2 separate regions of the Mus musculus genome follow, and region 2 is linked to region 1. Evidence: chromatin contacts called from public promoter capture Hi-C data. All regions are on one chromosome and are shown on one strand. Each heading gives the region's core, a stretch centred on a gene start, on an enhancer-like site or on the middle of the called end of the contact. The rest is flanking DNA. Distances are from core to core; before and after follow the strand shown. Region 1 holds the start of Sf3b4 (splicing factor 3b, subunit 4). Region 2 holds the start of 4930481B07Rik (a long non-coding RNA gene).

Region 1 (6,238 bases), core at 1,123-3,622:
TCTAGAATAGCAGACAATGTTCTTTTGATATTCATTTTGGTTCATGTCCATATATTATACGTTTCTCTAAAATCAACCCAGTAAGCCCAAAACCCTAGTCTGCTGAGGAGAAGGGAGGTCAGAGGGAGGGGGCCGCAGTTTGTCACTGGAACAATGAGTCAGGGGCAGCTAGGTATCCCTTCCCACTTCTCAGTTGTCTGTTGACTTCTTCTCTTTTAGCAAAGCCTCATGGTTCCTGGACCCCCTAGTTCTATGTGGCTGTTCTCTAGAGGGACCCTGACCCCACTGAATCAGCTCTGTCCTTGGCAAGACAGCTCCTCCTTGCTGGCAGTCTCTTCTCATTGGCTCCCTCGACCTGCCAGATCCTCCGAAAGCCTAGCTGACCAGGAATGGGGGCTCCCCTCACATTGGGGAGCTTGCCCTTTACCTCCCGGGCTACTGCTGCCTGGATATCTGGGACCACAGATCAGGTTCTGGAAACGCTGTTACCTGAGGGGCAGGCCTGAGGTCCAGGTGAGAAGGGAAGACAGACTGGATGGGGGAGAATGAGCTGGAAAGGCAAAGGGCTGGAGGAACTGGGGAGTAGCATTGCATTTTTCAAACTGGGCCCACTTGGGATAGGAGATGGTGAGAAAACTGCCTGTGGCTTGGATCATGTAGAATCTAGAGCACTGTTAGAAGGGAAAGATCACTTAAGACTCTAGAAGTACCAAGGATCTTAGTAGAAAAATAGCCGGGTAGTTGTGGCGCATACCTTTTAATCCTAGATCTCAGGAGGCAGAGGCAAGTGGATCTCTGAGTTTGAGCTAGTTCCAGAACAGACAGGGCTACACAGAGAAACCCAACTGGAAAAACAAAACAAACAAAACAAAAAACAGAAAAGGGGGAAAAAAAAGGAACCAGGAAGCAAGCCCTGTAACAGTCTTCCTCTGTGCGCTTTGCCCCTCCCCAGATGGGCTCCTCAGCTCTCACAGTCTCTGCCCTTCAGGATGAGCTTTCTCACCTTCAGGAACTGTTAAGACAATGGACACCAAGAATATCTCCCGAGGACCAGAGCAAGAAAAGAGATCCGAATACCATCCTCTCTCAGATCTGCTGAAACTGTTTGTTAGCGTCGTTCTCAGAGGCAGGGCAGGGGTCTCTGCTCATCTTCCTGTCTGACCTTGACGCCTCAGCTTTGGCATTCCAGTCTGCAGAGTTCACTTAGAAGGCCCGTTTCTGTAGCAGATGGTGGCGCTACCAACCTAAAGGTCTCCCGATTTGTTTGATTTCTGGGGCTATTTTCATTTCTTGTGATTTGAAAACTAAGAAACAAGACCAGTTCAGAATGTGATTGCCCCTTTTCCCAGGCAATTCTGTACCTTTTGGATGGCCGTCAAAACTGTGACATGAGAGACCCTTTTCATCAGTCCCAACAATGATGTCCTAGAGACCTCATTCGCAACCTCTCTACACTACTTTGAAATCTTTTCTTAGTCTTCTGTGGGAACGAGGTGAATAAGGGAGAAACCGTCTCCTCCCACTGTATATTTTCATAGCAGCGTTTCTATTTAAGGAGTTCATTAAAGCACAGTATTTCTACACATTGCTGGTATTTTCTTGTGTTGAATGAAGATCTCAGCAAAGCCGTGGGGGTGGAGGGGAGGGTGTGAACTGAGAAAAACACCCAAATTATTGTAAGGAAATAAAGGATCCAAGTCAGGCGTGGCCTGGAAGAAATACACATAAAATATGGGGGAAGGGGTCCGCACACCTTTTTTGAGACATGGTCTCTATGTGTCTATTAGGCCAGCTGGAACTCTGTTTTTTGAGACAGGTTTTCTGTGTGGCCATGGCTGTCCTGGAACTCGTTCTGTAGACCTGGCTGGCCTTTAACTCAAGAGATCCATGTCTGCTCCTTAAAGCTTCGATACCAGCCCGCAACCCAACCCGGTTTCGTGTCCCAGATTTCCCAAGATAAGCGGAGATTTGACACTTAGGGGAAAACAAAATACCTCAGGCTCAAGTCTAGGCCGAGGGCGAGTCTGCACGAGCGTCGTGGACCTCACTAAATAATAGGTCGCTCCAGAAGGCAGTCCTGGCCCTGCACTTAGGACACAACTCTGCGTCACAGAACGTACAAAGCCTGGTTTTGCACTTGAATGTGCGTTTGGGGAGCCGTGTGAGCCTCTAACAGTCTGGAAGCATCCGGGGCTTTAGTTAACTGTGTCGAGACGGGCTGAGCACATCCGTTCCGCCCCGACTACAGCAGCAGCCCTAGAGCGCCTTTCCCTTCCGAAAGACAAGACTCCGACCCCTAAGATGGCCGCGATCGCTTCCGGCTCCTCCCCCCCCCCCCGGCGCCGGCCCCGCCCAACGTGAGCCTTGGCCCGGAAGTGGAAGTTGTAACTGAGGTCAGGGGGCGGTGCTGCTGCTTAGAGACGGCGGGAGCCCCTTCGCCATGGCTGCCGGACCGATCTCCGAACGGAATCAGGGTAATTGGGAGAGAAGAGCCCAAGATAGGAGCAGGGAAGTGGAGGGAAGATTAGTGCCGGAAGCGTTCCCCCTGGGGTGGTAGACGAGATCCCCCCCGGTGGGACACCGACCTCTGGGCACCTGGCTGGCCGCGAGGCCGGGTGCAGGCCGAGGCCTGTGAGAAGCGATGCTTCTAGATCAGCTCCCTCCACCAAGAAGACAAAAGCCTCCCGGGAGTACCGGACCAGCAAGAATGCCAAATTAGACGTAGCAGATTTTCTAGATGATGGTGGCAGAGGGAATTTCAGGGCTTTAGGCGACGGTTTTTGGTTTTTGTCTTCTTTTTCACTGCCGACTCCTCATCGCCTGCTTCTTCCCTTTAGATGCCACGGTGTACGTGGGCGGTCTGGACGAGAAAGTGAGTGAGCCGCTGCTGTGGGAGCTCTTTCTCCAGGCAGGGCCAGTGGTCAACACCCACATGCCCAAGGACAGAGTCACTGGCCAGCACCAGGGTGAGTAGGGTACGGGGCAGGAATCAGCCCTGGAGAGGGTTAACCGGCCCCGAAGAGGCTCAGCCGCTAGGCACAGCGCCTTTGGAATGAGCAACCTAAAGATTGCTTTCTCCTTCAGCTTCAATTCCCAGTTTCTGGAATATTTTCTCTTAGCTCTAGTTTCTGGAACCATTCTCAACCATTCTCTGTGTAGTCCTGGCTGTCCTAGATCTTGCTCTGTAGACCAGGCTGGTCACGATCTTTGAGCTCCACCTGCCTCTGCTACGAAGTGGTGGCATTAAAAGCACGTGCACGTGCAGTCGCCCAGCTATTATCTATTATGTTCTTTGTGTTTGAAGGCTGGGGAGTTAATGTTTCATTTTGAGTCTCTTCCCCTGAATGATGGGTTTTTTTTGTTTGTTTGTTTTTTGTTTTGTTTTGTTTTTTTCATTGATTCCCCAGGCTATGGCTTTGTTGAATTCCTGAGCGAGGAAGATGCCGACTATGCCATTAAGATTATGAACATGATCAAACTCTATGGAAAGCCAATACGGGTGAACAAGGCCTCAGCTCACAACAAAAACCTGGATGTGGGAGCCAACATTTTCATTGGAAATCTGGACCCAGAAATTGATGAAAAGCTGCTTTACGATACTTTCAGCGCCTTTGGAGTCATCCTACAGACCCCCAAGATCATGCGGGACCCTGACACAGGCAACTCCAAGGGTTACGCCTTCATTAATTTTGCCTCCTTCGATGCTTCGGATGCAGCAATTGAGGCCATGAACGGGCAGTACCTGTGTAACCGTCCTATCACTGTGTCTTATGCCTTCAAGAAGGACTCTAAGGGTGAACGCCATGGCTCAGCAGCTGAAAGACTCCTGGCAGCCCAGAACCCGCTGTCCCAGGCTGACCGCCCTCACCAGCTGTTTGCCGATGCACCCCCTCCGCCCTCTGCCCCCAATCCCGTGGTTTCATCCCTGGGTTCTGGGCTTCCTCCACCAGGTACAGCTTGGAGTTCAGACTGTGCCAGTGAGGCTCTTGGGAGGGAGGCTCAGGAGGCAGAAGCAGCCCTGGTAGAGTAAGCTGCTAAGTTGTTGGGCAGTGAGACAGGAGTGAGGCGTGCTGGTGGAAGGGATGAAGTTGGCGGATGAAGTTGGCAGATGGAGTGAAGCTGAAGGGAAGCCTGCAGGGGGGAGGCTGGAGCTCTGCAAGACATTAACTGTCTTCCATTTCTTACACAGGCATGCCGCCTCCTGGCTCTTTTCCACCTCCAGTGCCACCTCCTGGGGCCCTCCCTCCTGGGATTCCCCCAGCCATGCCCCCACCACCTATGCCACCTGGGGCTGGAGGACATGGCCCCCCAGCAGCAGGGACTCCAGGGGCTGGACATCCCGGTCACGGACACTCACATCCTCACCCGTTCCCACCAGGTGGGATGCCCCATCCAGGTAAGGGCTCTGTGCTGGGAAGGAGCTGAGCTTGTGAGAGGGGCTTTCTTACTGTCTGTCCTGGTAGTCTTGGATGAAAATAGTCCAGAGTCCTCCTTTTCTTCAGAAACAGACAGTACTTTGTACGTGTTGGTGCTCCTGTTTTATCTCCAGTTCTTGTATTTCCTAAAGGATAGCTTGTACTGGGCAAAACTCTCAACCTCTCCTCTGCTTCCAAGGTTGCCAAATCTAGAAGACATTTCTGCTTTTGGCTTTTTGAGAAACGGGTTCTCTGTGTAGCTGGCAGTGTCAAACTCAGAGATCCTCTTGCCTCTGCCTCCCAAGTGCTGGGACTAAAGGCGTGCGTGTTTCTAGATTTCTCTAATGTCAACCATAGCAACCTGGATCGGCTCCTTTTTTTATGTTTGTGTAGATTTTTTGCTTGTTTCTCTTTTCTTTGTTTCTCTGTAGTGTTAAATGTGAAGGTGCTAATTTACCATTGGTCTCTGGTCTTAGGTTCTTGGCAGGCTAGAAAAGGCCACTGCTCAACCCACACTTAACTTTCCTCTTTCTGACACCATCTTCAGTAGTTCTCACTTGTAGGAGCCCAGTTTACAACTCTGGGGCTTTGTCTGTTCTGTCCTCCACTTTGCAGAGCAAGTCTAGCTTATGTTTTTGTCATTGGTCACAAGCCAGTGCTCAGACTGCACTCACTTCCTGTCACTGACTCAGGGACTCATCTACTTTCACTGAGTAACTTTTCCAGGGTATTCACAGACATTTTCTTCTTCTTTTGTTTTTTTTTTGTTTTTTTGTTTTTTGAGACAGGGTTTCTCTGTGTAGCCCTGGCTGTCCTGGAATTCTCTTTTGACCTTGAACTCAGAAATCCACCTGCCTCTGCCTCCCGAGTGCTGGGATTAACGCGTGCGCTACCACGCCCAGCTCAGACATTTCCTTAAAATTCTTCTGTTGCCTTTACTTACAGAAGAAAACCTGGTCTCACTGCTGGCGCTCAGGGTCCTCTTGGTTGGCCTAACTTACAGGCATTGTCATGTTTACTGTTTGGTGTTCACACATGCCAAACTTTCTGCTTGGAGCAGTTGACATCCACTCTCTTGTCTTCTTTTTTTTTTTTTTTTTTTTTTAAGATTTATTTGTTTGTTTGTTTGTTTATTATATATAAGTACACTGTAGCTGACTTCAGACACACCAGAAGAGGGCATCAGATCTCATTACGGGTGGTTGTGAGCCACCATGTGGTTGCTGGGATTTGAACTTCGGACCTTCTGAAGAGCAGTCGGGTTCTCTTACCCACTGAGCCATCTCACCAGCCCTCTCTTGTCTTCTTAAGGACTTGTTTTTGAATACAGTGTAGCCCTGGCTAGCCTGGAACTCTGTAGACTAGGCTAGCTAACTCACACAGATCCACATGCTTCTGCCTCCCTAGTGCTGGGATTAAAAGTGGGCACTCCATGGCAGGCTAAAATTTTCTTTTCTTTTTTTTATAATTTAGCGGGTTTTGTAAATTTTGTTTTGTTTTGTTTTGTTTTGTTTTTTTTGAACCAAAGTCTCCTGTGCCCCAGGCTGGTCTCAACTTGCTAGGTATGTAGTTAGCTACTACTAATCTTTCTGCCTCTACCTTTAGCGTTCTGGGCAATTCAGATATGTGCTACCAGGTCAGATATGTGCTACCAGGCCTGCTCTTCCTAAGGCGTTCTTACTGGCCTTTTAGAATTAAGTCATTGCACGGGCATATAATTTCCACCCAAGTCCTGTCCTACACAGAGCAAAAATTCTGCTTGTTTTATCCTTGGCTGTCACCATCTCTCTGTTTAAGTCAGAAGGAAAGTGAATGCACATTTC
Region 2 (5,514 bases), core at 1,752-4,251, 1.2 Mb before region 1:
CTGAACACCCCCTTCTCAATACTCTGCATTTATCCCTCTGTATTTATCCCTCCAACTTGGTACATCTCCACCATATTGTGAATCCTAGAGAGCTGCTTGAAGTATTCAGTGTGCCAAACCCTAAAATCAGGTTAGTGGGAAAACACTAGGTACTGCCAGAGAAAACTAGAAAGAGATTCTTAGAAATACAAAGAAAAGAGAAGCTGAAGGTTCTCAGAGATCATCTCCGTTGAAACCAGATAAACTAACTGTTCCTGTGTCTCACACAGAACCAATTAACCAACAGAATATCAAGGAGGATGGCAGACATACTGCTCTGGGTTTCAGGGCTTGCGTCAGCATGGGATCAGTATTATTCATGAAATATGAATTGGGGGTCCACAGAGATCTGAAAGGCCATTTACACACAAGAGCAGTGATTACGGCTAAAACTTAACTTGCTCTGCCTTTAGCGTTATCACCGTCCTTCAAGCAAGTTACTTCATTGCCTTACTTTTGCTGGTTCAAAGAGTGGACAAGTAACCCATTTATCAAAGTTCTTCCACAAACATGAAATCATATGTGTGAGTGTAAACACAGAATACAATGTACTAATGCAGGCCAAATTAGGACATGAGGTCAAGCAGGAGCGGGCTGCACTGGGAAGGAGGCCACCTAGGGCCACCTAGGGCTAGGGCCAGAGCTAAGAGTCAGAGGTCAGCTAAAGCCATATGTGAAAGATCTGGAGCCTGGCACCCAAAGCCCTAGCACGGTGAGCAAGGAGAAACATTCAAGGTAGAAAGAATTAAGACACAGAAAGAGGTGGAGGGGGGCATAGTCACAAGGGCCCTGGCTGAGTCCTCTCCTGTCACAAACACCTGCGGCTTGCTCACCTTCCCCAGAGTGTCCTCCCTCCTCCACCTTGCTCTCTCAGGGTTAAGACTCCAGGGCACAAGCTGGTCCAACATAGCTTCCACACTGGGAGAAAGCTCCTCCTTTCCACTGACATTTCTGCTCTAAGCTCCTCACACAGTCTACCCTCCAACTCAAACTCCACCTTCTTGGGTAACAGTAGCCTAGAAGTCTCCCCCAACCTTAATCTGGCCCAGGGAGGATTGGGGAGGGGTATTCCCAAAAGACTTATGTGTCACTAAAGCAACAAGGAGGCCAGCTCAGAGACTGTAGGAGACCCAAACTCTATCCTCTATCTGTTCTTAACCATAAGTAATTCTGTATCTAGGAAGACTCAACATAGGGACAAATTCGCTCCCCTTTATACATTCCCTGCCCAGGATGCAAGCCATTTCCCAGGGCCAATTCTCTCACCTCTTTCCAGCCTTCAGACTGTAACTGGAGATAGTCCCAGCAGGTGGCGGCTGGCATTGCCCGGACCAAGGTGGGGGTGGGGGACAAGGGTACCAACTAGAGGAAGAAAGGGTAGTCCTCCTTGTACATTACCCCTCTATTTAATTCTGCACATTCTGGGTTTGAACAAAGCCCTTAGTTTTAACCCAGATGAATCGCTAGGTCCCTCTTCAATTCAGCTCTCCCGGGTCGGGAAGCCTGGGCTACCTTCCCACTCAAGCTCCCAGCAGGGTGGGTCGGTGGAGTACAAACCAATGGGGACTAAGAAAACACCTGCGAACCTACCTCTCCCAACCACCTCCCTCTGGCGTGCAAGTGACTTGGAGGTCATCCGATAGCCACCTGGAGCAGACAGTGGGCCAAACACAGAGGCTTAAGGCCAATGAAGATCCTCCACTCAGCCGCCAGGCCTGTGGAGCTGCCATCTCCCTACCTACTTTCCCCCTCTGTTCTTCAAAAGCAAAGGGGGCTTAACAAGAAAAGGGTGAACAGACACCGGTAGGGTGGGGGCTCCATTGCCCTTTGCCCAAGGCCTACAGCGCAGAGCAAAAGGAAGGGGCCAGAGCACGGCCAGGGGCGATTAGGTTGCGGCCAAGCTGGGCAGCGGGCGGCATTTAAGTCCCTGCCATCTGCCAGGGACTGGCGCGGAAAGTAAGTCCGGGGTTTCGGGTAGGGGACAAGAAGTACATTTAAAAACTAAAGGGTAAACTGAGGCGAGTGGTGCTTCTTTCACTTTCACCGGCTAAGAACTCAAGGGAGGGCCTCGGTGAGGCCAGGCCCTTAGGATCTGCGGCGCTGCACATTGGGGGCCAGGACTCCCCGGCAGTGGGGAGTGGCGCGAGGGGAGTGGAGACACAAGAGGGGGCGGTCCCTGCGTGATTCTAAGCTCTGCAGCCAGGTCAGTCCAGACTCGAACCTGGTCCCCTTCATCTCTGCGCGCCGGGCAGCTTGCCCTGTCTCTGACCCCCAGAGGCTCTCCCCAGACCCGAGTGACTGCAAGGAGCTCGCCAGGATCGAGGCGCTAGCCTGAGTCCTGCCTGGGTCCGGACGCTGACCAGCACCCGGTCGGGATGCAGGCTCCTCTCCTGCTGGGCCCAATTCCCCCGCCCCCACCGCCCGGCACGGACACCATTTTAGGTCGCGACATCCCGCAGCCTCGAGTCCCCCGGCCGCACTCTGACTGCCTCTCAGTCTAAGAGCGCCAGGACTTAGGGGTCCAGGAACCCCCTCCCACGTTACCAGGCTAGGGGGCCGTGCTTCCAGCAAACTGGAGTTCCCACCGGTGGTCCTCGAAGAAGAAGGCGGCGACCCGGCCAGGCCAGCAGCCGCCCCAGGGGGCGGCGGCACGGAGAAGGGGGTAGTTGACCAAGTGGGGGAGGGGCAGGGGTATTTACCCGCCCCCCCGGGGGGCGGAGCCAGGGGCGGGTATTTGCCGCGAGCGTGCTTACTTGTTCCGATCCTGGTGCGGGCTGAGACCCTACGGCCTCCTCCCGGTTCCAGCCGCCACCGCCGCTACCGCCGCCGCCGCCCTCCCCGCGGCCGCCGCTACTTCCTGCTTCTCTCCGCTTCGGCCTCCCCTCTCCCTCAGCTCCCTCCGTGCTCCTAGTCCGGGCTGCCCGCTTTCATACTCGCCATTGGCTAATGGACCTGTCATTCAACTGTGAGCCCCACCCAGTCCCGTATGGGATTGGCCCTCCATACCCCGCTCGGAACTGGCCCCTCATAGTCTTCTCATCACTATTGGACAAAGGGCCTGGGCCCTGTGGAGAAGGTTCTCCCCATTGGCTGCTCCGGAGTCCACCTGCCCTGTCTGAGCAGCCCGAAAGCCATTGGCCGCCGCCGCTGTCGCTTAGCAAGAAGCCAGCCTTAGTCTTCGCTTTGGGTTGCGAGGGGTGACTAGCTAGCTCAGAAGCGTAGCCATCCTCTCTCCATTGGTCGCTCGAAGCTGGACACTGTGCCTCACATCTACAAACTTAGGAACTCTAGCTGTATGGCGGCGCGTCTAGGGGAACCTCGTCGGCTCCGTGTGGAACCTGGGTGTTTTAAGTGTTCGTGCCGTTTCCTCAGGCTAAGCCGCGCTCGAACGGATGCGGTGCTGGGGGTCACAAAATGAGGTGCCACCCCCAAACATTACGTCATCGGGGTGACCATTGCCTGGGGTTCCTCGCAGTCTAAACTGCTTTATAATCCGGATGGATGCGGTTCTGGCGTCCGCCTGCCTCTGGGCGTACGCACCACGCACGGCCCCTCCCTCTGCGGGAGAGCTGGACAGACTTTGGGATTCCGAGTGTAAAAGAAACCGGAACCACCGAGACCTGAGACCTGGGACACGCTGCGACCGGAAGTGGGGGAGGTGACGTTGGGAAGTGCTGGCGTGGCCTGGGCCACAACCAAGGAGAGCTTAAGGTAGTATGCTGATAGGCTTCTTACGCGAGAGAAGGAGGGAGCCCAGATCTATTTCCCATTTAAGAGAGCTCCCTTTTCTCCGCCCCTGACGGGAGCTGGCATTACTGTTCCCGTTGAGCTTTCCCGCGCTTTGCTGCCCCGCCCCTTGGAGGTGGGAAAAGGGGCGGAGTCGCCAGGGAGACGAATTGCCTTGACACTCACCCACCTGCGCTGGCTCAGGTTTTTGCTGGATCCATCTGCAGGCCCAGTGTGCCACCTGGCGCGCTCTCTACCCTGGCCCCGCGCCGCCGCCGCCCACCGCGACCGCAGCCGTTTCAAATGACAAGGGTTTTTAAATTTCTGTTTTATTTTCACTTTTTGCAGTGTTCGGAGTGGAACCTAGTGCTTCACCCAGTCCAAGCAAGCAGCCCACCGACATAGCAGCTTGGCGAGTGTTTTTGTTTTGTTTTGGCGATACTGATTATTGGACGTTGGGAGTCGCACACGCTTGGCAGGTGCACTCGTAACACTGAAGCTACTCTATACCCTATCACTTTTTGGGACAGGGTTTCCACTAAGTTGTCCTGCCTGCCTAGTAACTAGGGCTACACTGTTGCGCCATCAGGCCCAGGTTTGGGTAAAGCTTTTAAAAGAAGGCTCTGTTACCTCCCCTTGGACTCCCATAGCAGTGGATCCAAAAAATTCAGGCTTATGTATGGGAGGAATCTTGGAACCACTACATTCCACATGATGACATCAGACAAATCGTTCTACCTCCCTAAACCTATTGTCTCATGAATAAAATGGTAACTATAATATCCACCTGCCAAGATTATTTTTGTGAGCATGAAAAGCTTAGAAGGCAGAGTGCTATTTATATAGCGATAGCAAACAACGGGATAAATGCAGCCCCTACCTTTGCCTCATCTGCCATATTTCTCAGAGGTGCTGCAGCTCACAGAACTCTTTCTGAATAACGAGAGTTCTTTACTGGAGAGCTGAGGCTGTGGCTCCGTTGGTAGATTATATTTTACAAACTTGGGTTCGGGTTTTATGCTCATAATCCCAGCACTTGGAAGGTGGCGGCAGGAGTACCAAGTTCAAAGCTACTTTTGGCTCCATAGGGAGTCTGATTTCCACCCGGAATACATGAAACTCTTGAGTCCAACAAGGGAGAAAAAACCCTACTGAATATATTCCATTCCCATATTTTCCTCTGGGTCTTTCTATAGGTTTAATAATTACTATTCATATACATGTATTGTGATTAGAGCTTTATGTTCTCATTAATCCTTACAACTCTAGAGGAAAGTATTAGTATGGTCATTTTATAGAGAAGGAAACAAGCACAGGCAGGCTAGATTAACTGATTTACACAAAGTCAGAAGCAATGAAGTTAAAATTTTGAGAATTCAAAAGAGTAAGTGGTGAATTACAGATTCCCTTGCCAAGAGAATTCTGTATAGAAATTTGTTCTTCAATTAGATGTACTAGTCATTTGTTTAAGAAATATTTTTCAAACTAGATGTAGTGGAAGAAATCTTGTAATCCTAACACCTGGGAGGTGGAGGCAGAAGGAGCAAGAGTTCAAGGCCAGTCTCAGGTACATAGCAAGTTCCAAACTGTACTAGTTACTTTTCTATTGCTGTGGTAAAAACACCATGACTGTGGCAACTTAGAGAGGGTTTACTTGGGCTTACAGTTCCAGTGGGTGGCAGGCTTCTACATTTTTTTTAAGATTGATTTATTTATTTTATGTATATGGGTACACTATAGCTGTACAAA

The links. Capture Hi-C pulls out chosen DNA fragments and counts their contacts.
Region 2: a promoter capture Hi-C map of liver shows a contact between it and region 1, with 2.8 times the contacts expected there. The contact joins the promoter of 4930481B07Rik here to the promoter of Sf3b4 in region 1. A contact is called at or near these places in 3 of 39 promoter capture datasets (liver and pre-B cells), 1 of 484 Hi-C or Micro-C datasets (uterus), 1 of 115 datasets of contacts at active chromatin or transcription factors (microglia) and 1 of 9 other capture datasets (liver).

The regions. Positions count from the first base shown.
Region 1 is chr3:96,170,134-96,176,371 of GRCm38.p6, forward strand. Sf3b4 (splicing factor 3b, subunit 4) reads left to right here and starts at 2,373. Exons shown (of 6, transcript NM_153053.4): 1 at 2,373-2,474; 2 at 2,838-2,966; 3 at 3,408-3,950; 4 at 4,190-4,396. The coding sequence starts at 2,441. It overlaps Mtmr11 (myotubularin related protein 11), which reads left to right. Exons shown (of 17, transcript NM_181409.3): 16 at 220-513; 17 at 953-1,585. The coding sequence ends at 1,099. Gm22027 (a small nucleolar RNA gene) reads left to right here and starts at 6,228; the gene lies at 6,228-6,238.
Region 2 is chr3:95,012,528-95,018,041 of GRCm38.p6, forward strand. 4930481B07Rik (a long non-coding RNA gene) reads left to right here and starts at 3,002. Exons shown (of 2, transcript XR_003954670.1): 1 at 3,002-3,750; 2 at 4,114-5,514. It overlaps Zfp687 (zinc finger protein 687), which reads right to left and starts at 2,930. Exons shown (of 9, transcript NM_001357863.1): 1 at 2,793-2,930.